Regions from separate parts of the Bactrocera dorsalis genome. Here region 2 is linked to region 1. Evidence: chromatin contacts called from public Hi-C data. All regions are on one chromosome and are shown on one strand. The core of a region is the stretch at or near the end of the contact, and the rest is flanking DNA. Distances in the headings are between cores, read along the strand shown. Region 1 holds the start of LOC105227843. Region 2 overlaps LOC105227845 (teneurin-m).

Region 1 (6,088 bases), core at 1,915-4,414:
GTTGTTGAACTGTGCAGGCGCATTGTTTTGGTTGTCAAGCGCGGCAGTGGTAGAGGCTTTAACGTTCAACGCTTCTGTTGGCTGCTTTGCTGGAGCTTTATAGACTGTGCTTAACGGATGCTCAACGTTGGTTGCAACTATATTTTTGTTTATTAATAACGGTGAAGCAGTCGGTTCCAGGCTTGGTTCCAGAAATGGTTTTGTGATATTATCTCTTTTAGTCACATGGTTAGGTTTGCTTTGCACTGGCAGTTTCTTGCAACGTATGGTGGCTTTAGGTATTTCCATTATATTAGCTGCCTTGTCTGGCGACTGTACGGTGTTTTTACGCATTGTTACATTACCAATGCGCGCCACCAAACGTGCAACATCGACTGCGCGCGTACCAGCAGCTTCCTCCTTTACGGGCGACTCTTTGCGTGCATTGAGACTGTAGTTTCTTATGTGTACTGGACTATGGACCGTGCTAACCTTTTCTGTTTGATGCTCATTTGCGTTTAGAGCCGACACAGTTGTTGTAGAGCGGCTTGCAGTAGCAGCATCTGCACTAAAATCGAGTACACGTGCTATATCTTGCGGAGTTTTAGCAGGGGATGGTTTTTTTGCTTGTTGACCTTTGGGTTTGTTCATGAACTCTTCCATGTCTGTTTTCGGCTCAATGCAGGGCATTTCAGTTGTTGGTGTGGTGTGCTGTGACGTCGATAAGGTTGCAACTTGTGGCGATTGTGGAGATTGCGGCGCCTGTACAGCTGCCAACTGCTGGCGTTTCAAAATCTTACATTGTAATATGTATTTCACATTTTCTAAGCGATGCTCGGGCACTATACGTACTGTATGCGGTTCTTCGCCGGGTCGCGTTATGGTTATCTTCGGCGTAACAAAAACTTTACGCTCAGCGGAAGGCGATTTGGTAGCTGTAAAATATTATTTGAGCTTATTTAAAGTTTATGCATAAAAAAAATAAATTCCATATTCCAGCTTTGGTAGGCCCGAAGATTTGTGGAATAATAGGATATACATATAATTGTATGTATTTACAAATTTTTGTCGTACGCTAATCAATTTCGCATTTTCTGTTACATTAACTAACAAAAATATTGTGGAAAATATAAACCTTATCTCTAAGATTTATCTAGCCATAAACAGGATTCGAACTGTGACCCTTAGTACAGCCGCTGTTTTCACCCCCTCATTTGATACCTAAGCCAGCAAAGCATGCCAGAGTTTTGGACCAAATGCTTCATATCTAGCAATTATTTTGAAAATAAGTTAAGAAAAAAAAATTACTTTCACTTTTTATTTGCACATTTTAAACATAACAGATATCAATGTTATGCACCAACTATGGCAACATGACCTATAAATATGTCTGTGCAACTATTTTCTTTAAGAATATTCAAAAATCATTAATTTTTAATGACAATTTATTACAAACGGAATGAAAAGTTGTTTTTATTGTTGTAACAACCCATAAACTGGAAACAAATATTTTTCGGGGATGTTGCAGTGTTGGCAGTATTTGCACGGTTGTAGACCAGACAGTTTTGGAAAATAAAATTTAAGAGTTAACAAATCACTATACCACTTACATACATATACCATGAAACGTGTAATAAATAATATTTTCGAACAACATGTAGGTAATGCCAACAAATAGAGTTTATAAATAAGACTGTTTTCTAAAAATAAAACAATAACAATGAATGCGTCACCGGCACATCTGTTAGACAGTAAGCAAACGCACTTTGCACTTTTTTGCACGACTTTTGGTTTTAAAATTTATATGATGGTATACAAAATACCAATAAAAAAATTGTATGTAACTACGTTAAAGCTCAAGTGTAACCACGCCTCGAACTCGCGACCTACAATTTAACGAACAACAACACTAACTACTCAGCCACGCGTGCATGGAATATATTATGGCTAAATGTTTGCGACATTATAGATTTTAAATTAAAATATTGCAGATATAATCTATAAGGACTCAAAAATTTCCTGTGGGATATAGATTATTGATATTAAACTTGAAGAAATCACTTACCCGTGGGAGCCGAAACTGTTGTCTTAATCGGCGGCGCATTAATTTTTGGGGAAGCAGCTTTTTCCGTTGCAGCTGGCACCAAAAGGCAATTTTTCAATGAATCCAGTGGTTTTATCGAAGAAAAGACTTGTTGTGTTGCATTAGTTGTATTTGGCGTAGAATTGCTTATTGCAGTATATGGTGTGGTTACTGTTGCAGGAGCGACAGCTTGTGCTGTTGCCTTTAATGACGAAATTACAGTTTGGGTTGGTTTATTAGCTCCTTTGGACGCATCATTTACTTGCAACTTATGAGTATCCCAATCTTGTACCCGTCTGCGCTGTTCTTTAGCCATTGCCTTTAGCTTATGCCTACCGATTGCTTCGGCCAATTTGCGATCTAAACCAGCTTGTTGCAATTTTTTCGGATCAATTACCATAATTTTGCGTATGACACGTTTGTTACTGTCGGGTTTTTGACTTTGGTTTGAGACTATTGAATCCATTGCGGAAGTAGGACCATGGGTAAGATGTGTCTGAGTCAAATTCTTAACAGTAGTAGCATTTTGAGATTTGCTTTCGCCCACAGGATTTACTGTGCACTCCACATCATTTGTTGTTGACATGACGGATAATTGACCTTTTTTGGTACTAGCATATTCAGCGATACTATCAGTAGCAGCACTCTGCTTAGAATTTGTGGCTGCTCGGTTATTCATAGTAATTACATTGCTCACTGCAAGAGCTTCATTTGTTGCTACATTATTATTTAGCGCTTCACAATCACTCATATTTGATTATTAAACCCACTTTTTATTTTTTCATTATACTTATATATTACATCAGCTTAATGCATCTAATAACGCGTTTTGAGCGTAGCGTAGAATTTCTTCACTTGTAGAAATATTTCATGTAGGTTTCGGGGAAAACACGAGAATATGCACATTCAAAAATTAATGAAATCCACGTACTTTTAAATCTAGTGAATTTAACACAACAAGAAATTAAAACCGGTTTTCAATTTTTTATTATATTCAGCAGGCACTAAGATATTTTAAATTCCTCATTAATTAATTTTTAAAGCCTTTATCGCGCACCTCGTTGTCTACTGTCGAAAGAAAATTCTTCACAAATGTCACAAACTACGGCGAAGTTATTTAGGCATGGGCAATAACACAGGGTGCACATACAAAAATTATTTCCGCAATTATTAAATTTTTATTTACACAAAAATTTATCAACTAATTACAATAAATGAAGATTTAAAAATTTGCAATATAATGTGCACTTTATCAGCAATTTTTAGTTTGTATTATTTGATTGATTATAAATATTAAACTATTCAAATTTGTAGAACTCTACACAACTTAAATAACTCGATACGGTAATGCCGCTCAGTTGTCATAAGCGAAGGAACGAAACATTTGACATTTTGAACACAAATTTTTGGCATATTGTAATCTGTCAAAGTACACATAAACGAGACACATTGAATTGATGTTATTAATTTTTACTAAAATATTATAAAAGTTTACTTTATTGGTGTACACCAGCTTAAAAAATGGATTTCCAAAATAGAGCCGGTGGAAAAACCGGAAGCGGTGGAGTTGCTTCTTGGTCAGAAACTAACCGTGACCGCAAAGAACGACTACGGCAGCTTGGTAAGTTTTCCACATTGGCGTTGTTAACTATTCTCTACATCTTTATTTTTTCTATTTAGCTTTGGAAACAATTGATTTGAATAAGGATCCATATTTTATGAAAAATCATTTGGGTTCATATGAATGTAAACTTTGTCTAACACTTCACAATAATGAGGGCAGTTATTTGGCACATACGCAAGGAAAGAAACATCAAGAGAACTTGGCTCGGCGTGCCGCAAAAGAAGCTAAGGAGGCGCCGTCCATGCTAGCGCCGGAGAAACCACGAGTTGAGCCGAAAAAATTTGTTAAGATTGGTCGTCCAGGTTACCGTGTGACAAAGCAACGTGATCCTACTAATGGTCAGCAATCATTACTTTTCCAAATTGATTATCCTGAAATCACTGAAGGAATCATACCACGTCACCGATTCATGTCCGCTTATGAACAGAAAATAGAACCACCAGATCGTAAATGGCAATATTTGTTATTTGCTGCTGAGCCATATGAAACGATTGCTTTTAAGGTTCCATCGCGAGAAGTGGAAAAAACCGAAGGTAAATTTTGGACACATTGGAATCGTGATACAAAGCAATTTTTCCTCCAATTCTCCTTCAAATTCGAACCCAAAATTATTCCACCTCCGCCACCGCAATTGCATCGTGGTCTTGGCCCTGCCGCTGGTTTTCCAATGCCGGGACCGCCTCGTCCTCATCATATGTTCAATGGCGTACCACCACCTCCTCCAATGGGCGTATTACCTGTACCACCACCACCCATGTGAGACGAGCAGACAACTCCCGTCAGCAGTGGAAACGGTTAACTGTTACGGAAGTTGTAAACCACTTATTTAAGTCAAGCTACGTTAAATTAAAATGTATAAATGAAACGCCAGCATTTTCAATAAAACAGAACAAAATATAATTTTAAAATGTTTTGATTTTTTGTATTAATATTTGCTAACTTGATTAACGCAATGATTAAAATATAAATACTTGTATAGGGCTCGAGAAAATGTAAACACAATATATGTACATATGTGTATGTACGTATACCATTCACAATCATTTGTTTAAGTACGCATGCGCAGTGAAACTATTGCAAATAAGTTCACAATTGTAAAAAGTTGGCATAAACCTATCACAACATTAAGCTTTAAAATAAATTAAAAAAAGTTAACATATAATATTTGTCTTTCATTTAGAAATTAAAGATAATAGATAATTTGTCAAGTTATTGTTATTGCCTAACTAAAGTCCTATCTGGCAGCACAGTTTAGCAAATTTCACTTACTACTCGTTCTTCTTTGTATGTTTCATTTCAGTATACGGCAGACATTTTTAAAGTACACACAGAGAAAAGTGACCGTATGTAGACGAGGGAAAAGCTAAAAATTTTCCAATTAAGATTTCAGTAATCAGTGATAATTATAAAATTCAACAAATACAGTGTGAAATTAACATTTGCTGAAACGTTTAAATAAAAGCAAGGTTGGTAGAAGTTTTTAAGCCTCCGCGAGGTGATTTTAAAGTGATACTATGAAAAATATATGTACATACTTTTACTTCTACAAATTTAGATAAACGTAATGTGTGTGCGATTGATATTTTAAGTAAAATAAATTTGTTTTAGCATTTTTATCAATAAATATACTGCGTTTTTAAATAAAATGAGTTCGGTGGATGCGAGTGGTGGAACTGGTGGTGGTGGCGCACCTGGACCAGGAGGGAGCAGTGTAGGGGGCGGTGGTGGTGTTGGAAGTGGTGGGGGACCTGGAGGTGGAAATACAAATGGAACCCTAAGCTCCAATTTGACTGGTATGGGCTCAACGCAGGCAACAACAGGCGGTGAGTGTTTACAAGAAGTTTAACCATTTTATATTGTAGTGTAAAATAGTAACGCCATAAATATACCTATTTGACACAAATCTACACATGTTTGGTTATAATTTGCGCTCGTCGCTATGTGTATATATATATATGCTATGTATAAGAAGTAATGTGATTGCCTTTATTGCAGCTTTTATAGCATATTTTGTGTGTGTGCGTTTGCTATTTTCTATTTGCTTATGTACTTGCTTTCTGTACCAAAACTCTATCCCACTGTTCCTCTCCATTCCAATTTGTGTTATCGTTGCAGTGTGTCGTGGCGTCAAAAATTCCATATTGTTTGGGTTGACATGTAAAAATTATGGAATTTCATAATGGAGCATAACAAAATAACATAGACCTATAAAGGTGTTGTTATTGTTGATATAAACTAAAAAAAAAACGTAAAATCCAATATTTTTTTAAATAAATTTCGAATTTTAATCATTGTATTTATTTAAGACTTTCTCACTTGTTCTTCTTCAGGAATTGTATAATGAAATTGTATTCCCCGTGTACCCCCATACCATTTATTTCGCTCCTAATCTGGTGATTTAA
Region 2 (6,040 bases), core at 3,127-5,626, 39 kb before region 1:
AGTCAGTATATACGCTATGCGAGCGCACATGAAACTACTGCGCCACAACACGAATTTGATGAGGTAAATAGTACTCAAATCAATCGTCATAATGGCGCAAGCGACAACGCGTTGAACGACGATAGTGAAAGCGATACCGACGTAGCTGCAACTGATGATAACAATAATGAGCGTGATTTGGTTGACAGCTATGATGATGTTGGGCATGATGCGCGGACACCAGCCACACCACTGGCCGCAGACACGTCAAGTGTCATAAAAATTGATAAATCCGAAATGAATGAGCAAAAAGCGGGGCAGCGCGCAGCATATGATGATGTGGATGATGTAGATACACGCACGGAAGCAAGAGACGACGACTACGACGAAGCATGGGAGTTGGGGCGCGCGGCGACTGAAAGTGAACTGAAAATTAAGCTAAACGAAAGTCAAATGCAAAATGAACGGGCAGCAATGATTGAAAAACACATAGCGTTAGTTGGCGTGGATGCTGAAACAGCAACAACAACGACAAAACTAATGATAACAGCTGATGAACGACAAACGATGGAGATAAATGAGCGCGCGTCAGTGGCAAGGCAAAAAACTGTTGCAAGAAAGCAGCAACGGGAAGTAAAAGCAAGGATTTCGGTAGATTCGGGTTATGAAAGTAAAAACGTTGGAGCCGTGGACGATTTGCTGTCATTAGAAAATGTAGAAAATGTTGAAAATGTTGAAGATGTTGGCGTATCAACGGAGGAAGCAACTGACGTTGTAGCGGTAAAGACAACGTCAGTAACAGACCGCACACAAATGATAGCACAAATGAGCGTTCAGCAAGCTGCTGAAACACACGCGGCACAAACAACCGAAAAACTGTACTACAATTACGCAACTGAACCCGCAACTGCTGAAGTTCTAGCGCATACAACAACAATGCAACCAACACATTTAAGTGGTAATGGAAACAATGCGTCAACAGTTGCTGATGATGAAAGCAACGCGGAAGACGAGCTGATGCTTAATGACGGTTTAATGCCGCAGCACAACTACAAACACAACAACAAAGACGCTAGAAACCACAACGCGCCCGAGAACATAATGCAGCGCAATCGTAATTTCCATACAAACGCCAAAGCTTACGCAGCCACTAATGACTACCAGCATTTCATTGCCGAACCCAATGCGGACGACATTGATATTATCAAATTGGAGGATACACGCTCGAGCGAGGATGAAATCTATAAAACCATAGACGGTGCGCCCGCAAAGCCGCCGAAGTACACGCATGGCAAACGTAAAGAAATCGTCACCAGTCGGCCGCCTAAATACCCAGCGCAAGCAGAAAACGAAGTGCTCAAAGCAGGCGTAGCAAACAACGCGGTCAACAGCTACGCTGACAAATTGCCAAACTTTCCGCTCAAAGCGCCCATAGTGAGCGAAACATACGATGCGCCGGGTAAGCACATACTCGTGAATGTGACGATCGCTACCGAAGGTGATAGCAACTCTGTGTATACGTTGCATGTGGCCGTGCCGATCGGCGGTCAAACGCACGATGTGCAAGAGGTGTTAACACATGAGCGCCTGAAAACGCCAGCGCACGATGAAGATGCGCCGCCACCAACGTATGCACACGACACCGAGCAAGCGCCAATCAGTCCTTATTGCATACCCGAGCCACCGCCACCTATACCGGAATGCCCTTGCAAGTGCGCGGATTTCTTAAGTGCAACTGAAGTGCTTGACGCTGTTGACAACGAGGCACACTTTGTGCCATTAGCGGATAGTGTTGATAACGCCGACGCTCCCACCGCTACCGCAACGACCACAGCGCCGCAAACTACCGACAATTTCATTCATTTACCATACACACCAGCAATTGCTACAAGCACAACAACTATGTTGACTAATACCACTGAAGATTCTCTCATTTCAACAACTACCACTGCTACATTTACTAATTTGCTTGGTGTTGATGCAGCGCAAGCTGTCAGTGTTGATGATCATGTTGTTGTTGGTGATGGCAGCAAAATTGCATGTCCTGATGTTATGCCTATTCTGATACTTGAAGGTGATTGTCTTTAATGGTTTAATGGTGACTAAAAAAACTACTAACAACTCACCACCTCCGGCTTGTAGACTAACAAACTGAAGTATTTAATTATGTAGCAAACTTAAAAAGAACGCTCAAACTCTTCATATATAAATAAATAACCTTTCATAATACATAATTGTAAAGTTCTAATCTCAAAGCTGTTATTTTACTTCTTTACTGTGCAGGTTATAGCTTGTACTTTGTACATACATAAAGTTATATTTATGTTTAAGTGCGATCTAATGGTACTAATTATATAATAATATATATAAATATGAAAAAATATTTACTAATTATATAATAATATATGTAAATATATAAAATACTTCAACTTTTTTGATTTTGGAAGCCATAATGCTTAGGTTTACCTACTCTGACTACTGGAAAATGTCTACTAACTCTATATAATTATGACTATAACTTTAAGTTTTAGTTATAACCTCATTATAATTTTTGGATTTTTTCATTACTCATACTAACTTGTATACATAACCTCAATATCACCTTAAGTACAGAAATTGGCAATGGGCAAAATTCAAACATATCGCATCACATCAAAAGCAAAATAAAAATCATTATCATTAGAAAATGTAAGATACACTTACCTCGTGGTATAAATGCTGTAAGAAAACCAGAAAAAAGAATTATGTTATAAATAACTCATTAATTAACTTAAGACCCATGCAAATACATCAACAAAACAAATACATTATTTTAACTATAGCAAACAAAGGAATATCTTAAGCGATTTGCAGCTTTACAATAAAGCGGTTGAGAATTATATGCGCGCAAATGGCAACGAAAGAAAACAACTACACGCAATACATATGCGTGCTGAGCACTGTGTGATACACGCTCACAACAAACAACAAATATGCGCATGCTAAGAGAGCGCACTTAACATGAAGCGCATAAACTCATACAATGCTGGGTAGCCAATAGGAAAGCCGCATTGCTCTTTTGACAACTACACAAGAGATTTAATATGTTTTAAAGCCGACAGCAGCTGCAAGGCACTATATTAATGAAGCAACCGCTTAACAGCTACCGACAATGTCGTTGGAAGCGCAAAAATTGCTTAACAAAATTTCATCTTTCATATTTTTGTTTGTACCTAGTGACAGCGAAAACTGTTAACCAACGACAGACTGTAAAATAAAATCGATTCTTGTAAATTTACATACAAACTTGTAAATTTTCTATAAATATAACAAAATTAAATTAAAGAAAAATTTAATTAAATTAAAAGAAAATTAAATAAAATTTACATTTAAGCAAAAAAGAAATATTTAAATACCTTTTCTAAAAAACGTACGCTTTTTCCCTTTTCTCTTCTCTCTCACCACGCGTTTGTATAACACGCTTTACGTACATTCAACACGCTCATCACACGCATTAATGGCGCTCGCAATACTCATCATTCATTGCATTTGCGCGTGCAACTTAACGCGCCTGCGAAACGTATACGCGCCTTACTAATATACTCACACCTTGGGCGTACTATGCCGAGTAGGTGCGCGTACTTTCCCGGCACGCAGCTTCCCACCAGATGGCACGACCTTTGGACAAATCACACTGGGACAGAAACTAACCAAGGAGATACAACCTTATAGCTATTGGAATATGCAGTTCTATCAATCGGAACCGGCTTATGTGAAGTTCGATTACACCATACCGCGCGGCGCATCGATAGGTGTCTATGGGCGTCGCAACGCATTGCCAACACACACACAGTATCACTTTAAGGAGGTGTTGAGCGGCTTTAGCGCCAGCACAAGGACAGCGCGCGCAGCACACGTGAGTAGCTTACTGTTTTGCTAAGCAATAAGCGTGTATTTGTAGTTGTAGACATAAGTTTATTAAAATTTATTACGCAAGCGCTTATCATTAGGTGGTTACATTTCGTATATGGTCTTAGTTTTTTAGTTTATGGCATAGTTATAAGGTATTATTTGTCGCTTCAAACTCGTTAACGTACAACTAATGCTTCATTAACCGAACTGTTTCTCTGTGTTTTTCTTGTTTCTCATCCCGTACACAACAAAATCAAACCGCTATACACACATCTCTGTACACATATATGCGTTCCATGTACCACATACCATACACACAACAACATCAAATCGACACATATTCATCGCTCAACGACGTTCATCGCTAAACGCTACACTACGCCTGGCTTCATGGATATAAACGCGCTTCACGCATATGAACGCGCGCTCATTCTACTCCATCTACGCTCTTGTGCGCTTACTTGCCGCGCACAGTTATCGATAACGCGCGAGGTAACACGCTACATGGAGCCCGGTCACTGGTTCGTCTCGCTCTACAACGATGATGGTGATGCGCAAGAGGTCACCTTCTATGCCGCCATTGCCGAGGATATGACACAGAATTGCCCGAACGGTTGCTCCGGCAATGGCCAATGCTTGCTCGGGCATTGTCAATGCAATCCCGGCTTTGGTGGCGACGACTGCAGTGAGAGCGTTTGTCCAGTGCTGTGCTCGCAACATGGCGAATATATTAACGGCGAATGTATTTGTAATCCCGGTTGGAAGGGTAAAGAGTGCTCGTTGCGTCACGATGAGTGCGAAGTGGCCGATTGCAATGGACATGGTCACTGCGTGAGCGGCAAGTGCCAGTGCATGCGCGGCTATAAGGGCAAATTCTGTGAGGAAGGTAATGAACGCGCATTTTACAACAACTTTTTTTTGAAAATGACGAGTCAACAAATTATTTACATTAACGTATGCTTTACAAAATTACTAAATAATTTGCTGTATTTTTCACGCTTTCCAGTTGACTGTCCGCATCCGAACTGCTCGGGTCATGGCTTCTGCGCTGACGGCACTTGCATCTGCAAGAAGGGCTGGAAGGGCACCGATTGCGCCACCGTCGACAAGGACGCCTTGCAATGCCTGCCAGATTGCTCCAATCACGGCAATTTCGATGTGGACACGCAGACCTGCACGTGCGAGCCAAAGTGGAGCGGCGATGACTGCTCGAAGGAGCTATGCGATTTGGATTGTGGACAGCATGGACGCTGTGTCGGCGATGCCTGCACTTGCGACACGGAATGGGGTGGCGAATATTGCAACACCAAACTCTGCGATACGCGCTGCAATGAGCATGGGCAATGCAAGAATGGCACCTGCCTGTGCGTGACCGGTTGGAATGGCAAGCACTGCACTATCGAAGGCTGTCCGAATGGCTGTTCGGCGCATGGACAGTGTCGCGTGAGCGGCGAGGGTCAGTGGGAGTGTCGCTGCTACGAGGGCTGGGATGGTCCCGACTGCGGCATAGCGCTCGAATTGAATTGTGGCGACAGCAAGGACAACGACAAGGGTAAGCGTGTGTACTTGGCATATTTTTTCATCTAAATATTAATAATAATAAATTGTGTTATGCGCCAGATGGTCTCGTCGACTGTGAGGATCCCGAGTGCTGTGCCAGTCATGTGTGCAAGACATCGCAGCTGTGCGTATCCGCGCCCAAGCCGATTGATGTCTTGCTGCGCAAGCAACCGCCGGCCATTACCGCATCCTTCTTCGAGCGCATGAAATTCCTGATTGACGAGAGCAGCCTACAGAACTATGCGAAACTCGAGACGTTCAATGAAAGGTTTGTTCAAGGCGTTTGCCAATTTCTTTACACATTCTAGTTTAAATGCGTATATTTTAAGTTTAAACAAATTAGCTATGTTGAAGCAAAAAACAAAAAAAAAACAAAAAGTTATTGAAAAGCATACAAGCAACATGCAATTGGTGACAAAGATATTTTTTCGTTTAATAAAAGCCACTAAATTTTTGCATTACATAAACGCTGATGTTTTAGTGTGTATAGTGGATGTAAATATCCTGTTAAAAAACAAAAAGAAAAAAGCAACAACAAATAAATAATGCATAATGACAACTAGTTTGCCTTTTTTCAGTTTTTACGTTTTGATATTTTTAAGTTATCGTG

The links. Hi-C and Micro-C count contacts between places; a contact is called where the count stands out from the background.
Region 2: a contact with region 1 is called in a Hi-C map of whole body, with 2.3 times the contacts expected there. The contact joins the enhancer-like site here to the promoter of LOC105227843 in region 1. A contact is called at or near these places in 2 of 2 Hi-C or Micro-C datasets (both in whole body).

The regions. Positions count from the first base shown.
Region 1 is chr5:68,523,014-68,529,101 of ASM2337382v1, reverse strand. It overlaps LOC105227843, which reads right to left and starts at 3,164. Exons shown (of 12, transcript XM_049457228.1): 1 at 2,045-3,164; 2 at 1-914. The coding sequence starts at 2,813. It overlaps LOC105227839 (splicing factor 3A subunit 2), which reads left to right and starts at 3,470. Exons shown (of 2, transcript XM_011207375.4): 1 at 3,470-3,683; 2 at 3,743-4,594. The coding sequence starts at 3,584. The coding sequence ends at 4,446. It overlaps LOC105227838, which reads left to right and starts at 4,982. Exons shown (of 10, transcript XM_049457231.1): 1 at 4,982-5,152; 2 at 5,242-5,509. The coding sequence starts at 5,332.
Region 2 is chr5:68,563,042-68,569,081 of ASM2337382v1, reverse strand. It overlaps LOC105227845 (teneurin-m), which reads left to right. Exons shown (of 11, transcript XM_049457225.1): 5 at 1-2,053; 6 at 3,591-3,874; 7 at 4,345-4,756; 8 at 4,877-5,422; 9 at 5,491-5,698. Among protein-coding and RNA genes, the nearest start is that of LOC109579177, 20 kb to the right of the region's middle. Within about 2 kb of position 4,376, the one cell type or tissue checked has open chromatin away from gene starts, as enhancers often do.